Regions from separate parts of the Hordeum vulgare genome. Here region 2 is linked to region 1. Evidence: chromatin contacts called from public Hi-C data. All regions are on one chromosome and are shown on one strand. Each heading gives the region's core, a stretch centred on a gene start, on an enhancer-like site or on the middle of the called end of the contact. The rest is flanking DNA. Distances are from core to core; before and after follow the strand shown.

Region 1 (7,830 bases), core at 2,196-4,695:
TGATGGTACATAAATGGATAGTGCAATGCAGACGTTTTTTATTATTAATAATCGCATTTGTGGACTTACCATTCCTTCCTCCTTTGTCCCGTCTTCTCACCACGTTGCCGCCCGAGGAATCTAGTGCACGCTTCAGCACCGCACACGCATTTCTTTTGGCCATGTTTTTGTGTGCAACCACACAAGTTCTCGCGCAGGCTTCCGCATCGGTTTCCCGCCACAAGAGAATGAACATAAGAGCCGGCGCGCGACACACGCAGATGCACACCTAGTGTAGCCTAGCCCATATACCAAGCATGCCAACCCAACCAAGCGTCGCCTCTGCCATCAACCTCCTCAACGACGAAAACTATCTAGTACAGGCGCAATGCCCAGTCGAGGCCAATGGCATGCCCTGTGACACGCCGGAAAATGTTGTGTTGCGCGCCATCGCAAGGGTTGAGGAGACCCTTGGCACAGGGCATGTCATCACTGAAGAGCAACATAGCCACCTCACGCTGAGAGACTGCAAACACACTGAACGAGAAGATCATCGGTGGTGCTCTGTAGAGCAAAACATGCACGTCCACACTGAGAGGGCAAGGCACACAACATGCCCAATGGAGGGCCTCATAGCGAGAGGCGCAGCATGTGGAAGAGCAAGAGCGGTTCCATCCCCGCTCGCCCGCTTTCCCACCCGACGTGATGTTGCAGCTATGTCCACGGTGCGCCAGTAGCCCGATTTCTCGCCAGGAATGGGCAGCGGCTGTCTGCACCATTCTTACACCAGAGCCCAGCCATAGTCTACTTGCACTAGACGCCGGTCACGCCATCCACATGGGTCACATCGTTCTCCTTGTCCACGACCCCCTTGATGCCAACGGGCTGCTCGGTAGGCTTGAGCGCCTCCTTGTCCCAGGTGTGCAGCGGGAGCAGTAGAAGAAAATGGTCGTCGCATCCTCGAGATGGTAATATCCAATGAAATAGCCACCTTCGATCTCGAGATCGTGCTCCAGCAGTATCACAAGCGTGTAAACCGCATGGACGAATGCCCGGCTAAGTTTAGATAGAGCCAAGAGCTTCTGTAGGATAGGGTGGTAGTCATGGACGCATTTTATTTTGGTGAATCGTTTTGATGTTGATCCCAATGTGTGCACAATAATCATAACACTGATATGTTTTGATGTGTGAATGATTTATGCTCTATTGTTATGTTTCAATATGTGTAATAGCTAAAGCTAGAAAGTGAATAAGAAAACATATAGAAATGTGAAACTAGTAATATATATCAACTATTCAATAGCTCATCGCAGACATCATACATATATCATCACATATACGTGATGATAGTACTTAACTAATATGTAAATTTAATAAAAACTTAACTAATAATAACCCCTCCTTGAGCGGGGAGCAGTAAAGTGGCAGCCTCTCTCCAGCATCTGCCTCGTGCGCGGAGGCTTCCTAGCGCAAAGGGAGTTCGCTACCTCCTCCGCCTGGCAGCGCTCGATGTGCCGATCAACCTCTTGCTGGCGAAGGCACGCGACCATGAAGGCAATATCACTGGGCGCCCATTGGACCTCTTTCATGGTGGCACGCTCACGCATATCGCCCCACGCCCACACAGCGGTGAGGCGCCTAGCGCCTCTCTCTTTCATTGTGTGGTACCTATTGTCTTCATGCACATCCTCCACTCAACGACACGCCTGACGTCAAAGCTCCAACTCCTCCTTTTCTGATGCGGAAGTAAGGGCATTCTAGGTTGCAAGGTGTAACAGTCCAAGTGCATTACCTTGCCATCTTTGTAATATTCCATGTATGAACCCTCAATGAATGCCGTCATGCGGTTTCGGTAGAAATATTTTGCTTCATGTCATTTGCATCATTGCATCATATCCTCATTTCATTTTTGCATCATCCTTGTGAAGTGTTATGTGAGTGGATGTGTGTGAGGTGTGCTTGCAAGCGACCGTGTGTGGGGGATCCTCTCCAAAAGCCTTTTGCAAAATCTTACCAAAAACCCCTCTTTATTCCAATGTTAGTTATGTGTTTTTTGTTACTTGCTCTAATCAACTTTATAAAATGTTGCCAGGATCCCAAATATTCTGTAGGATGTTTTAAAAGTTATACTTGACCATGTGTTGGTATTTCCCTTTGGCACCTTCTGCAAAAACAACATCCATGGTATTTAATATGTGATTTATTTTGTTAGCGCTAAAATGCCCAAATCATTTTGTTAAATAGAGCTCATTTTTCAGAGTGCCAAACTATTTTTCTTTCTCAGTTTTTCTCTTTCAAACTTCCTTGGCAATTTTTTTTATTCTTATTTCTTTTTAAAATTAAAGAACCTTCCTTTCGGTGAGAGAGAGCCAGCAGCACTAGCCCGAAGTAGCCGGTCCTGCAGTGCCCGCAGTGGCCCAGCAGAGCAGCCACCAACCCACGTACGCACGAGTCTTCTTCCTCCTGTATGGCTCGACATCTAGAGCACCCAAGTCAGCATGCCCGATGATTTGACGGCCGTCTAGCGCCCATAGCCTCTATATATGATGTCCCCGGTGCCCTAGGGTTTGCCCTCGACCTATTTTGTCCCTCTCCTTGCCTCTCTGTCATCAGGTAAGGCTAGCCACACCACGTCTACTCCCTGCTCTCCATGCTCTGGCTGAGCTTGAGCTCGTGCTCAAGGTAGCCCCTCAGCATCATCCCCTTCCTCCCCGACAGCGTGGATCGAGACCCCAGAGTCCCTGCCATCTTCTCCATCTACGTATGCAATGCCAACAACTCTAGAGCTCCCTCACCGTCGCTGTTTTCTTTGGTGTGCTTGGATCCCAGGTGCACCGGACTTTTGTCGAGCGTGGCATCATCTCCATCACCCCTCCAACCATAGCTTCATGTCCCAGGTGATCCAGGTACATCCCTCTTCCACCCTGCTCCTATTCGTGGCTAGAAGATCTGCGTAGGAAGCAATAGGAGAGTGCCAACTTTGCACTCTCCGTGCTCTGAATATAGATGTAGTGTATACATACTATTTTTTTGCATTTTATTCTTGCTTCCCATGCGATCTATAATTATCCCTCACGCGTATGCCATTCGTATGCAGCCCCACATGCATCTGCAGCTCGCCCAAAGCCTCACCACGCCCGCTTTGCCTCACGTACCCGGGACGTGCTTGAGCTCGAACTCGAGCCGCCCCGCATGCGTGTCTCCTCTAGTTGCTCCGCTTGCACGCCCCCACCTGCACCAAATCCGCAGCCCCGCCGGCACACCACCTACCCAGATATGGCAGGCTTGCTCGCCGACGCCGTCATAGCTTCTCATGCGTAAGGTAGAACAAAACCAGCCTCTGCCTGGGGGCCAGCTCCTAGTATCTCGAACCCTTGTATGTTCGAAACCACCCTCCTAGCCTATTGGTAGCACACCCACTCTCTGGTCCCGGAGACGCAGGTTCGAGTCCCGGAAACCCATTTTTGGCATATGCCTATTCTGGCATATAGTAGGTTATACCCATTTTTGGCATATGCCTATTCTGGCATATAGTAGGTTATACCTAGTAGTGGTAATTTTTGCAATAGGTTTGTGGCATTATTTTCAATAGGTTTGTGGCATTATTTTCTACAGGAACATAGGCTTGTGATATATGGGTTTGGGGTAGAAAAATCCAGTAAATCCATAGGTGACCTTGGTTTTGTCATTTGAGCAAGTTTGCAAAAATGTTATTTTGTCTATATGTGTCATTTTGTCTTTTTCACATGAATTAATTGTTGCATCATATGATAATCTTGTCAACATGAAGGTGGTAGAGTTTTGAGGGTACTAGGCCTGGTATTTTTCTTTGCCATGATGAGCTTGTCGATTTGTGGGTTTCTTGCTGTAAACATGCTAAGAAAATGTTGCTGATTCACATACTCAAATATTTCTAAGTGTTAGAATATGTTATTTTATTGCCATGTTGTCTTGATGATTCCCATGGGTAGGTTGTTCCTTTGAGGTTGGTAGAGTTCCATGAAATGTAGTGCTTGTTGCCCTCTTTCAAGTGGTGCCTTCACCTTGTCAAATAGGTTTTGCATCATGGAGTTGCATCCTATCAAATATGCTATGATGTTTTAAACTGGTGTAAATTCTCCTGCTGAAATTTGACAAAGTCTGGAAATCTTCTGTTATTTTCATGCCATGTTTAGGGGATGCTACCATGTTTTCTGTGAAGTTCCATCTCATGCTTAGTGCTAATAAATTGTAGTTGTTGTTGCCATTTATAACTCTATTAAACTTCATGCCATGAAACTTGCCGTAGAGTAGTTTTTTATTGCTGTCAACATGCCACTAGGTTAAAAAAATTGCAAGTGTAAATTGAGATTTTCACTAAGTCCTAACGTGTAGTATTTGTTGAGAGCTTGTTTTCTATTGATTCATGTACCTATCCATGTTGCTATTAGTTTTATATTCTTGTGCTCTTTGATAGGTTGATATTCACGTCTTGGTTGAACTTGTTGAATCGCTCTAGCCACTAGGTTTTGTTTGATCAAAGTGGTATGTTGCTGTTTGTGGGCAGATTGGTTGCTAAAGTGTTTTGTGCTTTTGTGTGAGTTGTGCTCGTTTGTTTTGCATGATCTTTAGGTCTATTCCACATGAAATTTCGTGCCCAATCCAGTGGCATACTTGGAGTGCCAAGAAAATGCCCATAGCTCCCTCTCAATGTTGTTTAGTCATTGTTGCCTTCCGTTTCTTGTTTTGTGAATTCCGAAAGTTTCGTAGCTCGGTTTGGCGACGTTCCTTATATGTTTTTGCACCGTTTACTCATGATGCATCCATTCATGCCATGTTAATGCATGCCCAAATTAACTTAATAAATGCATGACAAAGTTGACAAGTTAGCATTGCCATGCTCCTTTCATAACCACACTCATGCATCATGTTGTTTGAAGCATTTCACCTTGCCGTGGTTTCATTGGATGTGTATTTTCTGTGGGTAGCAATGAGAGCTGAGAATGAGTGCGAGGATCACGCCGAGTATGTTCCTGAAGAGCAAGAGATGTACCCGTCACAAGAACCAACATGCAAGATGATTGTGACCTTGATATCGCCTCTAATTTTGTTGTGCTTAGATTACTCGTTCCCTTCGCTATTTATCGTTGCCTACCACCTGAATATTAAGCCTCCAAGCATTTCCATGAAAGCCTCTAACCCCTGCACAACCTAGCAAACATTGATTGGCTAAGATAGCGCTTGCTCAACCCTCTTATAGGTTTGCCAGTTTCAGGTGCAGGCTGATCCATGTGTTTACATGGGCTCTTGAATATCATCTTATTACTACTATTTAATTTAATGCACCTATATGCTTGGTAAAAGGAGAAAGATTGACCTTTTGCTGGGTGCTTTGTTCTGCTTTTGTCGCCTTAGTTTCGGCTACCGGTGTTATGTTCCATATTGAGCTCTCCTAACACGCTTGGGATTGTTATGGGGACCCCTTGATAATTCGTTTTGGTTAAGACTTGTCTGGAAAGGCCCAACATTGGTTTTAAATTTGCTAAACAATTTAATAAAAATGCATAGGGAATAGCTGCCCCGTGGATAGTTAATCGACCGCCTGGACCAATGCTCCTCATGAGTGTTGGTCCACCTACCTACAGTCGGTAGTGTCGCCTCGGGGCAACTCGAGTCTGTTTGGCTATCGTCCACTATGCATAGACGGTTGTGCCCTGAGAATGAGATACGTGGTGCCTATCGGGCACATCGACACACCGGGTGGTCTTGCTGGATTAGTTTTTACCTTATTGAAATATCTTATGCATCGGGATTCCGAGGATGCTTTGGGCTATCTCAAGGTTGAGGTTTTCCACTAAGGAATCCGTGGAGATCACAGGTTTTCTATGGTCGAGGATTCCTATGCAGCTTGTGGTAGTTTGTGATGGACTAGTTGGAGAACTCCTGCACGGTTATCATCTTTCGAAAAGTCGTACCCGTAGTTATGTGGAAACTTGGAAACTTTGTTTAACATCCGGTTCTAGATAACTTGAAGTAAACTTAATTAAAATATGCCAATTATGTGCGTAACCGTGACCGTCTATTTCGCGAGCTCCTTCTCCGACTAAGGACATGGTGAGGTTATGACTGGCGTAAGTAGGTGTTCAGGATCACTTAGTGATCATTATGTAGTTCACGACCATCATGCGTAGACCACTCAATTTACATTATGTTCTCGTAAGTTAGCTACCATATATGTGTAGTGCTGCTGCAACCTCAACACTTAACCTTCTACACCCAAAACCTGATTAGTTCCGGTATCATGGTTGCAAGATTGCTTAATACCCGTGGCTCACATATTACTACAACACCACAGGTCCAAGTACCGTTGATCCAGAGGCGTTTCATGCTACACAACTTTAGTGGGAGTTCAATGAAGGCAGTGGCCGCATTTACGTGACTTACTCCAATGATTAGAGGAGCTTGGTCATCTCCTGGGATAGCGAGACTGATCATTGCAATCTTATCGTTTATCTTGTTCATAGTCGGACCTGGTCTTATGGATGACTTGAAATAAATGTTGTGTGACTTGTACCTTAACTTGTGGCGAGTGTAAGCCATTCCATATACTCATCTCTTCATGTATGTATTGCGATGATTTCTGTACTTGTGAAATGCTAAGATGCACCTCTTTCCGTATTAAGGCCTCATCACCGAATATGGAAAGTGCCGCATATTGGATGTTACAAGTTGGTAATCAGAGTCATACGACCATAGGAGCCTTTGATTGATCGAACTTGGCCGAGTTGAGTATAGTAAAACTACTGGAGTCTTAGTTATACCGGAGAGTAGGTTTCTCTTTACTCTTCTTCCCTGCTGTGGTGACGTTCACGACTTAGGAATTTTAATTCTACTCCTCTTCTCTCTCAATTTTTTTAGGATCACGCAGATATTTTCTAATCTATATGATATCGATGTGATGGAGCTGTGACTTGGTGCCTTCTGTGTGAGTTGATTTCTTCTAGGGAGTTGAACCTTAGGGGATTCTTGAACACATCATTATCGTTCAGATTTCTTAGTGTCTCAAAACCGAGGATGTTATAAATTGGTTCAAGACTAGTAGTGGCGAGAGGTGTCCGGCATCCCCGGTACTGGTGGAGAGAGTTCGGATGTACTACCATAGTTAGTATCTTTGTGGTTACAAGGGTCCGAGATAGATGAGTTTCTGAGACTATGGTTATGTGTTGACGAATATGTGACATTGGAGCATAGTATCATGTTAGGAGTTGTGTGAAGTTTTGCTCCTCGTATCCATGGACCCGATTGCATAACTGGAAGTTTCGGGAGTTCTGAGGTGGGAATTCCATTAGTAATCTAGGAAATTCTTTCATCGTATGTATGTTGGGATATACATTGTTCCGAGCACTTCTAGATCAAACATGATAATTGCAAGTGGCTTTTGAATCTTATGATGTTGTCACTAATTTTGTGGAAGTGTTCTTTCTAATCCTAGTTCGAATCTAAATTTCTAAGACTTTATATTGCAATATTTCACGCCTTTGGTTCATCTTATCACCTTCATCTTTCATATGTGGTCTAATGTTGTTGTCCTTCTCCAGGATGGCTCGAGCAACTCGCCATAATCCGAACTGTGATGTAATGCCCCAAGTGTAAAGCCTTCCCTATTTGGAAACCTTCTGATGTGGGACCACCTTGTCATTGATATGAGAGAGTCCTATGCATGTATGATTTCATGTGTCCCTTGTATTTCTTCCTTGCATGCATGCATAGCATACCATGTCATGCCCATGTATTTGACATGTTGCCTTGTGTTCTTGTGATGATGTGATGCCTTGTGGTTGTTAGCATTTGATGTGTGGCTTGTGTGGAGTG
Region 2 (7,830 bases), core at 3,881-6,380, 800 kb after region 1:
GGTTGTCCTTGTGATTCCCATGAGGGGCTATTCTTAAAAAGACCAATTTCAACGCACTCAAGTGTACTTCTTAGTTTGGATAGAAAAATCATGAATTCTGATTATTCTTTACGTAGAATAATCCATTTGCTTCCTGTGATATTCCACATTAACCCATATGCGGAGAGATAAAGAAAGAACGTGTAACGAGTTGTTGTTAAATGCTCAGTCCCATATATGTTTCTTTAGAAAAAGGAAACAATAACAATGATGGGTTTGAGTAGCTTTAGTTAATACTCTTAAATTTTGTTAGATGTACCATGCAGAATTTTAAGCTACTCCCTTTTTCAGTTGGATGTGCTTTTTTTCATGTAAGAAATTTCAACAGCGTCTGCAAAACAATACAAATATATGCACATGCTCAACCGCGCCTTCTGCCTGCTAGTCTATACCTATACTAACAAAGGACAGGTCGCTTCTGCCTGCACGTCGTTGGCGTTTTTGGGAAACCTCCCTATGTTTCTTCGAAATCAATCCACAGTGCTTCAATAAGTGGGAAAAATGATTTTTTAATAAAAAACACCCTGGCAGCATCACTTCAGCGCGCCTCCGCCCTTTCCCCTCCTCCCCTCGCCAGAGCAGGGAAGAGAGCGCGCCTCCGCCCTTTCCCCGAGCGCGTCTCCGCCCCTTCCTCCTTCTCCTCCCCCCCCCCCCCCTGCCGAGAGCAGGGAAGAGAGAGACCAAGAGAGTCGACCGGAGGGAAGGGGGGACTGAGAGAGAGTGTGTGTGAGAGCAAGAGTGGGCGGCCTCCGGAGCCGGACCTGCAGAACAGCGGCAGTCGCTCCCTCCGAGGAGGTGACGACGGACGGTAGCTCTTGCGGTTGCAACCTTCTCGATGCGGCTCCTGATATCCCCTCGATCTAGGCGTGGATAGACTTGCGAGCTAGGCCCAAGTTTGGAGCTGGAGGTGGCGAGGCAGCCGGGCTGACCCAACAGGTGGGCCGCGTGTGGAGGAAGCGCTCTCGCTCAACGCGAGCCGTCGAGAGTAAAGAAAGTGTGGTGAGGATGAGCGGCATTAGCCAGACCTCTAGGGCATGTTGTAGGGTGGCGGTAGGCTTGTGGGTGTCCGAATCGAGTCGGAGGCGGTTATTGGCCAGACCAAGAGCATGGGGCAGTGACTGGGCTGGCGGACATATCGGTCGACGAGAGCTCCAAGACGCCCATCCATGGCATTGGGTGGAGCACGACCAGGCATCGGGGAACTATGGAGGCGGGACTGGATCGAAAAGGAGAGAATGGCGATGTGGTGGTGAGGTGAGGTGGATGAAGAACAGAGGAGAAGAATGGAGAAGAGAGGAGGAGGACGAGCGTTGGGGGATGAGAGTATAAGAGTGTTGTATCGCTGGTGGAAAGGGAGAATTAAAATCGAGTGAGAAGAAAGGATGGAGGGTAACTGGATCCAAGAGACTAAAACTAGTCTTTTTAAGAGGCTAAAGTTTCAAGCAACTGTGACCAAAGACAGGCTAAAACTAGTATTGAGACTAAAATCTGTTAGTCAGGGATACCTCTACTAAAATGTGCATTAGTCTTCTCTCCTTATTTAAGTCTTCATGCAAGTTCCGGATTAGAGGGTTTGGAGGATAATAAATGCTCATTAACTTGATTTTAGTCTTTTTAGTACTTGGATCCAAGCATGGGTGAGGCTAGCAAGTTTTAGTCTCATTACTTTTAGTCATGGGACTAAAACGTATCCAAGCACCCTCTAACACGAGCAGTGGGTAGGTCCCATGGAGCATGTGTTAGGATGAGCTTTCGGTGTTTTAGATTTCCCGGTTAGAGAAAATATGCACCGATCGATCTATAGGAATTAGCGAAACCAAGGTTTCGATGTCCCCTTCGACGGGTTCGGTATTCGGTTTTAGATCGGACCGGGTCTTAGCCTCTTGGGTTGTGTTGGGCTGGCCGGATGGGATAAATGCATTAATTAAACTTTGTCTATTTTTGACTGGGCTAGGAATTATGTTATGTGTTTTTCTTTTGACCAACGTGCTATATGGGTTAGATAACATTATGTGAGCGAGAGAGAAAGGCACCAACTATATCCTACCCACATGGTGTAGAACACCATTTCTAAAAAACATTGAGGGTGCTTGGATCCAAAAGACTAAAACTAGTCTGACTAAAACTAGTCTCTTTAAGAGGCTAAAGTTCCAAACACCCTTGACTAAAGAGAGGCTAAAAACTAGTCTTGAGGCTAAAATCTTTTAGTCAGGGGTACCCCTACTAAAATGTGCATTAGTCCTCTCTCTCCTCATTTAAGTCCTCATGCAAGTTCCGGATTAGAGGGTTTGGAGGATAATAAATGCTCATTAACTTGATTTTAGTCTTTTTAGTACTTGGATCCAGGCATGGGTGAGGCTAGCAAGTTTTAGTCTCATTACTTTTAGTCATGGGACTAAAACGTATCCAAACACCCTCTAACACGGGCAGTGGTAGGTCCCATGGAGCATGTGTTAGGATGAGCTTTCGGTGTTTTAGATTTCCCGGTTAGAGAAAATATGCACCGATCGATCTATAGGAATTAGCGAAACCAAGGTTTCGATGTCCCCTTCGACGGGTTCAGTATTCGGTTTTAGATCGGACCGGGTCTTAGCCTCTTGGGTTGTGTTGGGCTGGCCGGATGGGATAAATGCATTAATTAAACTTTGTCTATTTTTGACTGGGCTAGGAATTATGTTATGTGTTTTTCTTTTGACCAACGTGCTATATGGGTTAGATAACATTATGTGAGCGAGAGAGAAAGGCACCAACTATATCCTACCCACGTGGTGTAGAACACCATTTCTAAAAAACATAGAGGATGCTTGGATCCAAGAGACTAAAACTAGTCTGACTAAAACTAGTCTCTTTAAGAGGCTAAAGTTCCAAACACCCTTGACTAAAGAGAGGCTAAAACTAGTCTCGAGGCTAAAATCTTTTAGTCAGGGGTACCCCTACTAAAATGTGCATTAGTCCTCTCTCTCCTCATTTAACTCTTCATGCAAGTTCTGAATTGGAGGGTTTGGAGGATAATAAATGCTCATTAACTTGATTTTAGTCTCTTTAGTATTTGGATCCAAGCATGGGTGGGGTTAGCAAGTTTTAGTCTCATTACTTTTAGTCATTAAACTAAAACGTATCCAAGCACCCTCGTAATGTACAACACCAAGTGACAATTAAAAAGATGGCCACAATCGTCATGTGATGTGGACGGGAATCAAGGGTAATTACGTGGGAAGCAATTTGATGGAGTGAGTGTGCACACCAAAATCATCAAAGTAAAGTAAATAGTAGAGATACACACGGGAGAGAGAGGAATAAAGAATAAAGAGAATGCGAAAACCCTGCATCTTGCTCGCTTCTTGTTTTACCTTGCACAACAGTTGGGATCGCGGGATATAGAAATAATATATAATCTATTTTAAATTGCTACACATATGCGAATGGTGCACAATTATTTTCATATCGAAGAAGTAGCCGTTGATCCATAATATTTTTGGATTTCTATAATTATTTGTACACAAGGTGGTTGAATATCAACAACTTGTTACACAAAATTCAACTTATTAAGAGTGAGTTGAAGGAATAAGTTTTATTAGCAGAGAAGAAGATTGTGAGCTTTTAGAATACAATGAATTTTTCATAAAATGAATCCTTATGGATCTTACAGCCAATTTAATTGGAAAATCCTATTATTCACAATGATAGATAAACTCTCGAATACCACACAAATCATATTATACCCATTGCAACGAACGAACATTTTTGCTAGTAGAAGTATACGAATACAAAAAACACTTAACTTCACACGTCGAGGCTAGATACTACCGCGTATACACGGTTATGATGGACTGACCTAGTTTTGGGTGAGGGACCGAACGACGCCACATCGTTGTGTGGAATCGAACGTCGCCGCACACAAATGACAAAGTTAGAAAATCATTCGCTATTTTGAATCCTCTTCCATAATTTAAGGTCAGTACTGGGCGTCGGCGATTCGACCCGAAAACTCACGCCGAACGCAGCACAACCGTCAAATTAGGGAGCCCTTGACCGTCAGATCTTCTTTCTCATCCTCAACCTCGAGCCAACGAACGCGAGCCCCTCGCCGGACATCCTCGTCCAACGCGCAGAGGCGCTCCCCGCCCCTCCCCTCTCCCCTGCCCCCCGGCGGTCAAGGGGTCCTTCTCCCGTCGCCCCCTCTAGCCAGACGTCCTCGCCGTCAGTCGTCGTCCTTGCAGACCCAACAAACGCGAGCACCTTGCCGGTCATTCTCGTCAAAAAACCACAACCCCCACCCCCTGACTGTCGAGGGGTCCTTCTCCCGTCGCCCCATCTCATCATCGTTGTCAAGCTCGTTGCTTGTAGCAGATGCTGTCGGCGGTCAAAACTTTTTTCCGTGAAGCTGGTTGAAGCTTTCTCTAGAACGGTTGCAACTTTTTTGATTGTGCAGTGCATGGTTGTAGCTTTCTCTCTCAATGGTTGGAGCTTTTTTCATCTACGGTCGAAGCTTTTCTATCAAGGGTTGTAACTATTATCTTTTAGCAGCGCACGGTTAATGTGCTCTCTATCATTTTTGTTATAGTTTTTTTCATCAACGGTTGTAGCATTTTATGTCAATGATTGTAGCATTCTTCCATGGCAATGTCCGTTTGCAGCTTTTTTCATCAACAGTTATAGCATTTTATGTCAACGATTGTAGCATTTTGTCATCGCAATGATCGCTTGCAGCTTTTTTATATGCCTGATTGAACTTTTTCTTCTGAATTTGAAGCTTATTTGACAGCGACTGTAACATGAGGGTGTGCAACGGGTTTTGCGATGCCTCAACCGCCATCCAGTCAAGGATCGTCGGAGTTGCGGCTGTGTGCTGCAAAGAAGGGGGATCGAAGAAGCAGCGGACAGAGCGGAGGGCGCCATGTGCGACGAGGAGAGAAAGAAAAAAAAATGCAGAAGGTGGAAGAAACACAGGAGTTGGGCCGCATCATACGTATCGCCAATTGATTCATTGAAAGGGAGCGTGAGTGCTGACCGAAACGTTTGACCGGCTCACGCCGAAGTGAGACGTTTCCCATAATTTAATGCCAAAAGCTTGCTTAGGTTTTCCGTGTCGCACGCTTCGTTTTAGCCGCAAACTCCATCAAAATACCACCGATCGAAATCCCGCAGAAAGCTTTGCCCTGAAAAAAAAAGCCAGTGCGCACCTCGCCTCCTCCCACCTCCACCTCCGCGCAGATCCCATCTAACCATGGCGGCCCCTTCCCGCACCTCCTGGGCCGACGTCGCCGACGCTGAACCGGCCCCTCCCGCTCCCGTTCCAGCGGCGGCGCCCGCCACATCCAACGGCCCCGCGCGTGCCGACCGCTCCTCCTACGTTCCTCCCCACCTCCGCAACCGCTCCTCCTCCACCGCGCCTCCGGTGTCCTCCGCTCCTCCCCCCCGCGCCGCGCCCGGCCTCCTCGGCCGCCCCACCGTCGGCGCCGGTGGGAGGTTCGGGGGAGGCGGGGCCCCACCTCGTAGGTGGGACCGGGAGCCCAACCCTTTCGGGGACGAGGAGGAGGTGCTGGCGGAGCCTGTGCCCTTCGACGAGCACCAGAACACGGGGATCAACTTTGAAGCGTACGAAGACATCCCCGTAGAGACCAGCGGCCGGGAAGTTCCGCCCGCCGTGGGCACGTTCGCGGAGATCGACCTCGGCGCCGCGCTCAACGACAACATTCGCCGGTGCAAGTACGTGCGGCCCACGCCCGTGCAGCGCCATGCCATCCCGATCTCTCTGGCTGGGCGAGATCTCATGGCTTGCGCGCAGACTGGATCGGGGAAAACGGCCGCCTTCTGCTTCCCCATCATCAGCGGCATCATGCGGGGCCCGCCCGTGCAGCGGTCACAACGGGGCGGGAGTAGGACCGCCTGCCCGCTTGCCCTCATCCTGTCGCCCACAAGAGAGCTGTCAATGCAGGTGATGGTCGTGTATATATCTTGTTTGTCGTTTTATATTACGCCCAGTTAATCTCCTGCGCCATGTCCGTGATAGTTGTTTCGTTGTGTTTGCCTTGTACTGCAGATTCATGAAGAGGCCAGAAAATTTTCATATCAGACTGGTGTCAGGGTAGTGGTTGCATATGGCGGGGCGCCTATTACCCAGCAGGTCTGATTCTGTCTGTCGTTTGCTCTAATAGCTCAAGTTCTGAAAATGGCCTGTTTCTTATAAAATTTCTGCCCTGGACCTCTATTTCAGTATGAGTGTAGTATATGCATGGTAGGATATGCAGTCAGTTCTTCACAGAGGCTATGCAAGTTCTCTGATGTTAACTGTTTCTGTGGAATTGCTGGGTGCATGCATTGCATATGGTTACAGTTAATTCTGCTGCAATGCAAAGGTGATTCCCATAAACTGATAAAATTGTTAGGTATGTTTAATTTGTTCATACTGTATCCAACAATTTCGTGTTAGCAAATAACAGATAACATGTGCCTGCATCCTTTGTTGCTGAACATATTACACAATACGTCCTTTGGCAGGTCCATGTGTATATTTAGAAAGACATGGTCCTGTATTCCGTGTAAGGGAGCGGTTTAGTGCTTGACCATATGATTTCCAATGTAATTCTTTCTTCGTCCAAAATCTGTTTTCTTTCTGTAGCAACATGCCCCCTGTTATGTTCATAAGTGCCAGCACTGAGTTATCTTTCTATTCGTCTTTTTGTTTGTCATCCTGATCATAAGTCTGTTACCTACCTGATTATGGGTTGTTTTGTCGATATCCCATTGCTCCCTATAGTATTGTTGGACTTTGTGTTAGATGGCACAGATGCTGTTTGTCTGCTGTATTACCTTTTGTTGTTGCAACAAAGTTCTCCTCTCAGCACTACTGAGTGAAACAACGTTGGGAAAATGGGCTTTATGTGAAGGATGATGCTGATAGTTCAATTGAAAACATCACTTATGATAACAGTGATCCTGGATCTTGTGATTCATGCACCACAAAGTCTACTCAAAGTAGAAGTTGAAAGAATTGGACCTGTCAATCTGGGTGAGTTCCAACTGTGGCGATGAGGTGCTAAGCATCCTTTGGTAACACATGATCCCTCGGATTTGTTAAAAAGCTAGTTAATTTGGCTGCATATTTGCTTTTGTATACTTGGCAGTAATCTTAGTTTCTTTAATTTCTATTACCATAAATGCGATTTTCATTGTTTTCCAGTTGAGAGATCTTGAGAGGGGTGTTGACATTCTTGTGGCTACCCCTGGTCGTTTGGTTGATTTACTGGAAAGGGCAAGAGTATCCTTACAGTCGATTAGATACCTTGCCCTTGATGAGGCAGATAGAATGCTGGATATGGGGTTTGAGCCGCAAGTTCGGAGAATTGTTGAGCAAATGGATATGCCTCCACGAGGTGTCAGGCAGACGTTATTGTTTAGCGCCACGTTCCCGGGAGAAATCCAGGTTAGCTTTTTATTCCACATTTCTGTAGTTATCTTGATTTTATATATAAATATCTGTAAGAAGCATCTCCACTCTATTGAAATGATTGGTTCTTGCTGTTAAATCTGAGCCCTTGGTTGTACTTCGCATTTTCTTGTTGCTGTGTTAATATGTTTCTCCCTATTGATATACTGGAGTATATCATATATTTGGCTGATGCTTTACTATTTAGGTAGTATGGCATTTTTAACCATGAATGGTGTTAACCTTAGAACCATGCTTGATGAGCTTAGGGAAGGTAGTTAGATTTACATCCTTAAAAGAACTATTGTAACATGTGTTGTTAGCGTATAATATGAACATCGAGAAACCAATATTGTATTAAA

What was found. Hi-C and Micro-C count contacts between places; a contact is called where the count stands out from the background.
Region 2: a Hi-C map of leaf shows a contact between it and region 1, with 4 times the contacts expected there. The contact joins the promoter of LOC123448365 here to the enhancer-like site in region 1. A contact is called at or near these places in 1 of 6 Hi-C or Micro-C datasets (leaf) and 1 of 1 datasets of contacts at active chromatin or transcription factors (embryo).

The regions. Positions count from the first base shown.
Region 1 is chr4H:190,775,981-190,783,810 of MorexV3_pseudomolecules_assembly, forward strand. No RefSeq gene overlaps it. Among protein-coding and RNA genes, the nearest start is that of LOC123448361, 20 kb to the left of the region's middle. Within about 2 kb of position 3,446, at least 2 of the 3 cell types and tissues checked have open chromatin away from gene starts, as enhancers often do. A contact at or near this core is called in leaf, where this site is marked.
Region 2 is chr4H:191,571,160-191,578,989 of MorexV3_pseudomolecules_assembly, forward strand. It overlaps LOC123448365 (DEAD-box ATP-dependent RNA helicase 52C-like), which reads left to right and starts at 5,131. Exons shown (of 6, transcript XM_045125215.1): 1 at 5,131-5,977; 2 at 6,083-6,166; 3 at 7,223-7,465. The coding sequence starts at 5,267.